Linked DNA regions of Mus musculus: region 1 is linked to region 2. The links are chromatin contacts, called in public HiChIP or PLAC-seq maps. All regions are on one chromosome and are shown on one strand. Each heading gives the region's core, a stretch centred on a gene start, on an enhancer-like site or on the middle of the called end of the contact. The rest is flanking DNA. Distances are from core to core; before and after follow the strand shown.

What was found. HiChIP or PLAC-seq counts read pairs in DNA pulled down with a chosen protein or histone mark.
Region 1: a contact with region 2 is called in a FOXA1 HiChIP or PLAC-seq map of pancreatic cancer cells. The contact joins the promoter of G930009F23Rik here to the enhancer-like site in region 2. A contact is called at or near these places in 3 of 484 Hi-C or Micro-C datasets (the HL-1 cell line, bone marrow-derived macrophages and rod photoreceptor) and 10 of 115 datasets of contacts at active chromatin or transcription factors (the HPC-7 cell line, bone marrow-derived macrophages, double positive thymocytes and 6 more).

What each region holds. Positions count from the first base shown.
Region 1 is chr15:38,454,056-38,458,313 of GRCm38.p6, reverse strand. It overlaps G930009F23Rik (a long non-coding RNA gene), which reads left to right and starts at 2,806. Exons shown (of 6, transcript XR_875184.1): 1 at 2,806-3,211; 2 at 3,499-3,543.
Region 2 is chr15:38,322,506-38,326,444 of GRCm38.p6, reverse strand. The region is part of intron 1 of Gm35248 (a long non-coding RNA gene); the gene reads right to left. Among named protein-coding and RNA genes, the nearest start is that of Klf10, 24 kb to the right of the region's middle. Within about 2 kb of position 2,329, at least 34 of the 459 cell types and tissues checked have an H3K27ac peak or open chromatin away from gene starts, as enhancers often do. A contact at or near this core is called in pancreatic cancer cells, where this site is marked.

The DNA.
Region 1 (4,258 bases), core at 1,557-4,056, 130 kb before region 2:
GCCCAGTCCCCTTGGGAGCATGCGGACTAGCTCTGGTGGGGTGAAAGAGTAACAGCTACTGTTTGTGCTTAGTCTTAACCCAGCACTGGCAGGGGCGGCATCTCCAAGGGCTGGAAAGTGAGGTCTAGCCTGGGAGGTGTCTCCTGCTCCGCTCTGGCAACCCCAGGCATCCAGCAGGGGAGAGGCGGGGGGCGGGCTCTAAGGAGCAGAGGGCTGGAGGTCAAGCAAGTCCATCTTTCCTGCTTTGGAAAGTTGAGGGCAGGAGAAGGAGCCAAGGGGTTAGAACTCATCCAGGAGGAGAGGCACTAAGGGAAGGCCTGCATCTTCTCCACAGCCTGTGATTATCTCTCAGCAGACGATGCCGTGGGTTCACAAGAGGAGCCAACCGCGGGGAGGAAGACTGCCAAGCACGAGAATCTTCTGGTGTTTTTTTTTTTTTTTTTTTAATTTTTAAAAGAAACAAGAACAGTTGCAATTATAATTGTGGACCTTCAGTGATGGTGTCTCCCAGCAACAAGACAGATCCTGCTGTATCCCACCCTCTTCCCAGGCAGAGCGAACCAGAAGGTGTCGCCTGTCACAAAGCAGCTCCCTCCCAGCCCTGACCTGGCTCACCTATGTCCTTACCTCTGCTCCATGCCCCCTCGCCTGTGGCTGCCCCCTGAACCCTGTTCTCTTTATGACAGCTGTCCTTGAGTCACCTCAGCCTCCAGCCTTGGGCTCTCTGAGTCACGGAAATCAGAGCCAGGCCTCCTGAGCTCCTGCCCTGGTAGCCTGGCTGTGCCCTGGGAGGAAGGGAGATACAAGAAGAGAGGAAAGGTGGGGAGCCCCGGGGTGTGGGAGCTTAAGGTAAGCAATGCCTGGACACCTGCCAAAATAAACAGGCCACCCCTGTCCCAGGCACAAAGGGCTCTCTGAGAGAGAGGTCACTCCCAGACCCATGTGGCATCCTGGAGGCTCATGTTTCTTAACATAAAACATGCCATTCCCAGTCAGGACTGGGTGTGGCTCATGCTTTGACTCCTGGTGGGTGGGGCTTGTGGGCTCCCAGTGACCCATCTGGATGGTGTTTGTCTGTCCTTGCTGAGACCTGATCGGCACAGAAAAATGGGGAGAGGCCAGACAGCCGGTTTCTCTTGCAGATGTGGGTAGTTCTGGTGCCTCTGGACTACACTTTCAATTGTCTACTCCCGTCTCGTCTCCCTTTGTCTGTCTGTCTGTCTCTGTCTTTCACTCATATGGGCACCCATGCATACTCAGAGTCCAAATGAGAGAAGATCTCTAATCAAACTACCCCTAAATCAGCCTTCTCTCCTGCTTTATACCATTGTCATAGAGAAATTAAACTAGGACCCAGAGAAGTAGGCTGTGAACACAGAGTAAGAGTCTGCGCTCTCAGTAATGCTCCTCTGGTGACCAAGGGAACAGACCAGTCAGGAGGTTACAAAACCTTCTGTGGACCTTGTGTGGTTTGTGCTTTCAGGAGAAAGAGTTGGAACAAGGTATCTTGTGACTCCTCAGTTCATAGTTCGGTCTCAAAGCCACAAGAACAGGCAGCCAAGCACCAGAGCCACCTGCCACACAGCTCTGATCCTTGAGTCTTGTTACACAGTTTCTGAGGCCCTGATAATGTACCTCAGGAGTAGCTAACATAGTCCCTCCCTGGACCTCAACTGAGACAGGTTCTTTGAGCATGGAGCCTCAGTCTCTCCAGCACATCTGGCTGTATGAACTGCAAAGACATCTAGTTATTGAACAGACCTTTCTTTTTAAAATCTTATTTATTTTTATGTGTATGGGTGTTTTGTCTGCATATATGACCACATTATGTGTGTGCCCGGTGCCTGCAGAAGTCAGAAGAAGGCGTCAGATCCACTGGAACTGGAGTTACAGATGGTTGTAAACTGCCGAGTGGGTGCTGGGAATTGAACCTGAGGCCTCTGGAAGAGCAACCATTGTTTCTAACTGCAGAGCCATCTCTCCAGCCCCAGTATAAAGCTTTCTTGGGCACCAGCTATGGGCCAATAGACAAAACCTTCAACAGCCAACCCCTGGGGCTTACAGTAGACAGGATGAAGTTTCTCCCTGTACGGGTCAGCTATGGCGCCTCTCACAAGTCCTCAGTCTGGGCCAGCCAGCAGTCCTGTGGGCAGTAGCTTGCAGGGTCGTTTGCTGCTGAGGGCTGTTTGGGAAGATCTGTTCAGTACCTTTCTCAGTTCTGGATGCTTTAGGGTTTGGAGCTTCTGGGCTTGTGGAAGCATCACCTGACCTTGGCTCTACTTCACAATGTGTCTATTGCCACAATGTTTCTTTTCTTTTCCCTTTCTCTCTCTTTCTTTGTCTCTTTCTCCCTTTCTCCCTTTCTCCCACTCTCTCTCTCTCTCTCTCTCTCTCTCTCTCTCTCTCTCTCTCTCTCTCTCCCTCATGTTTTTGTTTTGTTTTATGAGATAAGGTTTCTCTGTGTAGCCTTGGCTCTCCTGGAACTCACTCACTCTGTAGACCAGACTGGACTCAAACTTGGAGATCTGACTACCTCTGCCCACTGAGTGCTGGGATAAAAGGTGTGCACCACCGTACCTGCTGAATTTTTCTTTTTTAGAAGGACAAGGTCAGTGGTGGTGCATGCCTCTAATCCCAGCACTTCGAAGGCAGAGGCTAGCAGGTTTCTGAGTTTGAGACCAGCCTGGTCTACAGTGTGAGTTCCAGGACAGCCAGGGCTACACAGAAAAACCCTGTCTCAAAAACACAAAAAGGAGGAGGGGGGAGGAGGAGGAGGCCATTGCATCAAAGCACCTGCTAGGGCCTCATCCTAATCTGATCATTCACAGGACTGTTTCCCTGAAGGGTGCCTTCTGGGGTGCTGAGGGTTAGATCCCAGTATGCCATTTTAGGGGTGAACATAGTACCTTCTCTAGGGAAGCTTAGGCTGGTGTGGAGCAGAGTGTCGCCCCCAGGACACTTCAGTTTCTGACAAGGTCTTCTGTGAACACCTCTGATTGGTGAAACCAGGTCACATGCCCGCTCCTCGCTGTCTCACTAGCTAGGAATTTTGTGTCTGACTCCTTCCTACCTTGAGGAGGCATGGAAAGTACTGTGGGCTTTCCCCCAGAGCAGGAAGAGCATTCCAACGACTCATCCAAACAAGGCATCAGAAATCCACTGCACAAGGACTTGCAGGTTTCTTCCCAAAGAGTCCCTGAGCCGGAGTGGGGTGAGACAGCAGCTTCGTCTTGTCTCTTCCTTGTGCTGTCCATGCAGCACCTCACATTCAATAAGCATGTTCTATAAGCCAGACAATGTTCTGCCTTTATTACTTATTGGCTATTCTTGTGTGGTACGTGTGTGGGGTTGCTTCTCTTCCTCCATCATCCATTTCAAGGCTCAAACGCAGGCAGCTGGTCTTGGCAGCAATCACCTGTACTCTCTGAGCTATGTCACTGACCCAGTTTCTAATCTCCTGTATTGCCTTTTTTAATCCTTCTCTTGCCCCTTCCACAGATGAGAAGACTGAGGACCAGGAGGACCAGGAACTTAACCTAACAGGTGGGAGAGACACATATGAATCAACAGTTCATGGACAGAGGAAATGAGAGGTGGAGCCAGAACCCTCCTGGCCACTATTCATTGACAGGAGTGAGAGCTGTAAGCTGCTGCCCTGCTGCCCCTGACTGGAATGTCCACTGTGCACCCCTAAACCAAGGCACTCTGTCCAAGTGCTTGAGAGCCCTGAAAGGAGGAGGAGAGAAGGCACCAGAGGGGTGGGGGTGGGAGTCCAGTCTGGAGTCTCTGTCTGCGTAGGTGGCTGAGGAGAGGCTACATCAAAGGGGTGGCTCCTGAACTTCTGACCCTGCTGGGTATTCACAGATGTCTCCCTGCAAGGGCAGGGAGGGTCTCTCGATGGTCCCTTGCCAGGGAGCCACTACACACAGGGCCAGGCTGTCCCCAAGCCTCTTCCCTGAAGACCTAGGAGAGGCCATGTGGCTGAGAGAGTAGGCTTTCTAGCTGAGCTGCATTGAGAATGTGGTTCAGGCTCTTGACATGTCCAGAGACAGAGACCTGGGACCCTGGTCTGTAGAGTTGAGTTTCGAGCCTTACTATGCAAAGAACAGAGCAAGCTGTCATGACTCTGTTTATACCAGGGACATCTGTCATTCCAGGGAGTGCTGGACTCACCCTAGTGCTTGACTTTCCAAAGGAAGCAGGGTGCATGTTAGCATCTTGAGGTTGGGGTTTGTAGTAGCACATGTCTGTCTTTCCT
Region 2 (3,939 bases), core at 1,080-3,579:
CAGGAACAGCGCCTGCTGCTCACCCGGTTGGGTACAGCAACTTCCCTCCCTTACATTTGTTTCTCATGGTGCAACTTGATTTCATGTTCTCAGCGTCCGCGTGAGCTAACAATTACTCCCCCAACTCTTTTCACAGATGAAGAAATGGAGGCTCAAACATGTCCACTTGTCCCAAGTCACACGGTTTGTGAAGAAGTGGGTCAGGGTGTCTCTGGTCACCTCTGGTCACCCACATCCGTTGCACCATGGCTTTGCCTGCTAACATGCTTCCATTCACTGTTGTTGTTAGAGGACCTGGAGCTTCCTAACTGCCCTAGATGGGGCGCAGGCAGTCTCCAGCGATAAGGCCTATACAACGCCACTGGAAAGTGGTGGCATTTGTTTGTTTGTTTATTGGAGCTATAGTGTATGAACTTAATTGGTGCTTACTCAATTTGCATAAACTTGATATCAAGTATTTACCAGTCAGTTTCCACTGTAAATATTGGTTTTCTCTGGTAAGGATTTGCCCATAGACTCATACTGATGATGCTTTCGTGAGCCTAGGACAGGAGGTTCTTAGAGGCTACCCCAAGGTGGACAGTGACTCCATGTGATATGGCAACTCTTAGTTGGTGAGTGACTCTCTGAGCTTGAGACAGGTCAAGGCAAGTGGGGGGGGGGGCTCCTGTGTGACATGTTCATCATCCTTAACATATTTTGTAACCAGATGATAACCACCAGGGACCAGGGCACCTCAGACCAAGCTCATCCAGGGTGGTCACTAGCATTCAGTGTGATAAACACACACACACACACACACACACACACACACATACACACCAAACCAGACGTGAGCTCTCCATGGCTTCTTTCAGTCATTTTCCAAATATTTACTGCCTACTCTCCGTGCCAGGTGTGGTGCTGGTCACTGCCACTCCAAAGATGACCAAATGAGGGACTCTGCTCTAAATGTGTCGGCGGTCTAGTAGGCAGAGCTGTAAAATACATAGTAACAATATAACAAAAGCAGCGAAGAGGTACCCCAGCAGAGCCTGTTCACACGGTGGGCAGAAAAGCCTGGCTGCCCATCGCTCTGGGGCAGGGCAAAAAATGCACACAGAGCCAAAGAACTCCAATCCCTCCCTGGAAGATCTTGATGCTTTACGACTTACAACTGGTCTGTCCTTGACCTTACTAAGAGGAAGTTGCAGGCCGGGTACCTACGGTAAGAAGGCTGAATGCGCTGGGTAGGAAGCATAGGTACGGACGGCTGCCACTCACAGTTGTGCAGGTCGTGGCTGTGTGTAGGACCTGGCTTACCAAAGGAAAGGGTGACTTTTACTGTGTATGCCCAGATTGCTGGATCTGCCATCAGAAGACGTGGTGAACCGTGGCCTTTTTTCTTCTCCCTAACTCCCCCCACATCCCTTTCTTTCTTAAATTTTTGTTGTTGTTGTTTGGGTTTTTTTGTTGTTGTTTTGGGGTTTTTTGTGTTGCTGTTTTTTGTTTGTTTTGTATGCTTAGTCTGCAATCCAGGCTTGCTTGGAACTCACAATATTATTCAGACTGCCTTAAACTCACAGCAACCCTCCTGCCTCAGCCTGAGGTGTGTGTCTGTGACCATTTCTTTTGATTCAAGTGGAAATCAAGCTCCCATGAGTTGCTCTGGTTAAGGCCCGGGGCACACTTCTTGCCCGGTCAGTTGGGGTTCAGAGCCGCACAGTCCTGTTGGATACTCATAGGAATGGGATTTGGTGCAGTGGTGGTGAAGGCCCTGGAGGAAGGGCAGGGTTGGAGAAGGAGCCAGGGACGCTGAGGCTCGCTCTTGAAGGGCTGGGCCCAGTGTGGGTAGAAATACCATCTGAGGTGGGCCTGAGGCACAGACAGGAGAGATGGACAAGTTACAAGCTGATAACACTCTGGGTCTGTCATCTCCCTTTCTTAAGGGCACAGGGTGGGCATCTGTTTTAACAAGATCAACAGGTGATACTGGTACATAGGGAAGATGGCAGCCTTCTGCGCTCACAACAGAACAAGTTATAATTAACTCAGCTTGATCAACCTGCTGAGGAAGTCCTCCCTCAATAGTGTGCTGTGTAGAGACACTGAGACAGGGACTGAGCTGCCGAAGCTACACAGGACCTAGGTGTTGAGGCTACCCCACATTACCTCCTAGGCCAGGCTTTGAGTTTTCTGTCCTCTGTCTTGCTGTCACAACTCTTACCAGACTTTCAGAGCAAGCTGAGAAAGCAGCTGTGCACCCACCTCGAGCTCTCCGGTGAGTTGCTGGGCGTGGAGGGCCAGCCAGACGGCTCTCACGCTCACGCTGCCAAGGGAATGAGGAGTTGGGAAATCAGAGGTATGCTCCACCCTGAAAACCGGGCTTACTGGTGACTCACACAATTGATTCGTCCCATTCCGTGGTGATCACCACTAAAGAGCATGCATCTGACACCCCAAAGTATGTGGGCATCTTTGCGGGGTACCATATGAAGCAAGTGAAAATGTCAGGTACCTGCCTTGGAGGCCAAGCTGAGCAGGTGTAGAGGCCCTCCCACGGGCCTCATTTGCCCTTAGACACACCCATCTAACCACTCACTCCACAGAGACCTGCACCCCTCTGTAAGGCTATTGACAGTACCACCTACAGCTCCCTGAGCAAGCAGTGCAGACGACCTGGGGAGGGCTAAGAAAGCCCAGCGACAGGCCCAGCGAAGGTGCCAGTCACTTTCCTACAGCGATAAACACGTGCCCCTGAAGACAGCCCCTTCAGTGTCTACTCTTCCAGTCCTCTCATGGGAAGGCCTTTCTTGCCCCTATCTTCTTCTTCCCTTATTGGTCAGAGTTAGCAGTGTCTGCGGCTCTGCTCCATGTCCCCCCTCCCTCCCTAAAAAAACTTTGTCAGTGATAGCTGCCATTGAATTCCATTTTCCCAGAAGTGAACTTACTAGGTGGGACTAGGAAGGCTGCATTTAAAAAGTGCCCGGGGATTCCCAGGCAGCTGGGCAGGGGCACACTTATGAAAAAACACCAGACGAGGCAGAATGCTTGTGAGTGTGACACAGCAAAGAGGAAGGGACAGAATCGAGTCCGGCTGTGTCACCCAGCTGGGAAGGAAGATCACAGGCAAACAGAGAGATTTACATCCTTCAAATCCCTAGGGTGCTCAAGTTGGGGAGGACCCGTGGCTGGCCCTGTGACAGTACTGCATGATCCTTGGCGCAAATGTCTCCGTAACTTTTGTACCTCGGACTCCTACCTGCCTTACCTTCTTCAAAGCCCTGGTGATGACAACCAAGCCTGGCAAATAGAAAGCACTCTGGATACGTTTGATGAGTTAAGAAATACATGTATTGAACAGTTTACTACTGAGTATGAACTAAGACAAAAGGTGTGGGTAACTGACTGGGTGTAAGGGCAAACCAGGCAGAGAGTGTATCTAGAAATGGGTGTCTCACTTTGCTCTCTAGTGCTATGGTAAGATACCACGACCACGAGAAACCTGGGAAGGAAAGGATTCATCTCACTTCCACATCACAGACCATCATGGAAGGGAGTCAGGGCAGGAAGTGATGTGGAGGCCATGGAGGGTGCCGCTTACTGGCTTCCTCTGCACGGCTTATTCAGCCCGTTCTCTTCTAGCATCTGGGACCAGCCCAGAGGTGGCCCCACCCCTTGTGGACTGGGCCCACCCACATGAATCAACAATCAAGAAAATGGACCACAGGCCAGGTGAAGGCATTTTCCTGAACTGTGGTTCCCTCTTCCAAAATTACTCTAGCCTGTGTCAAGTTGACACAAAAACTACGCAGCACAGACGGCAAACTTGCGGTGAAAGAGACTAGTGGTCTAGGGAGCTCAGCTCTCTTGACACTGAAAGAAATGGAGGAGGCTGGGTACAGTGAAGGGGCCTGACACACCTTCACCAGACAGTAAGCTCCTGGAAGCAGGCGTCTG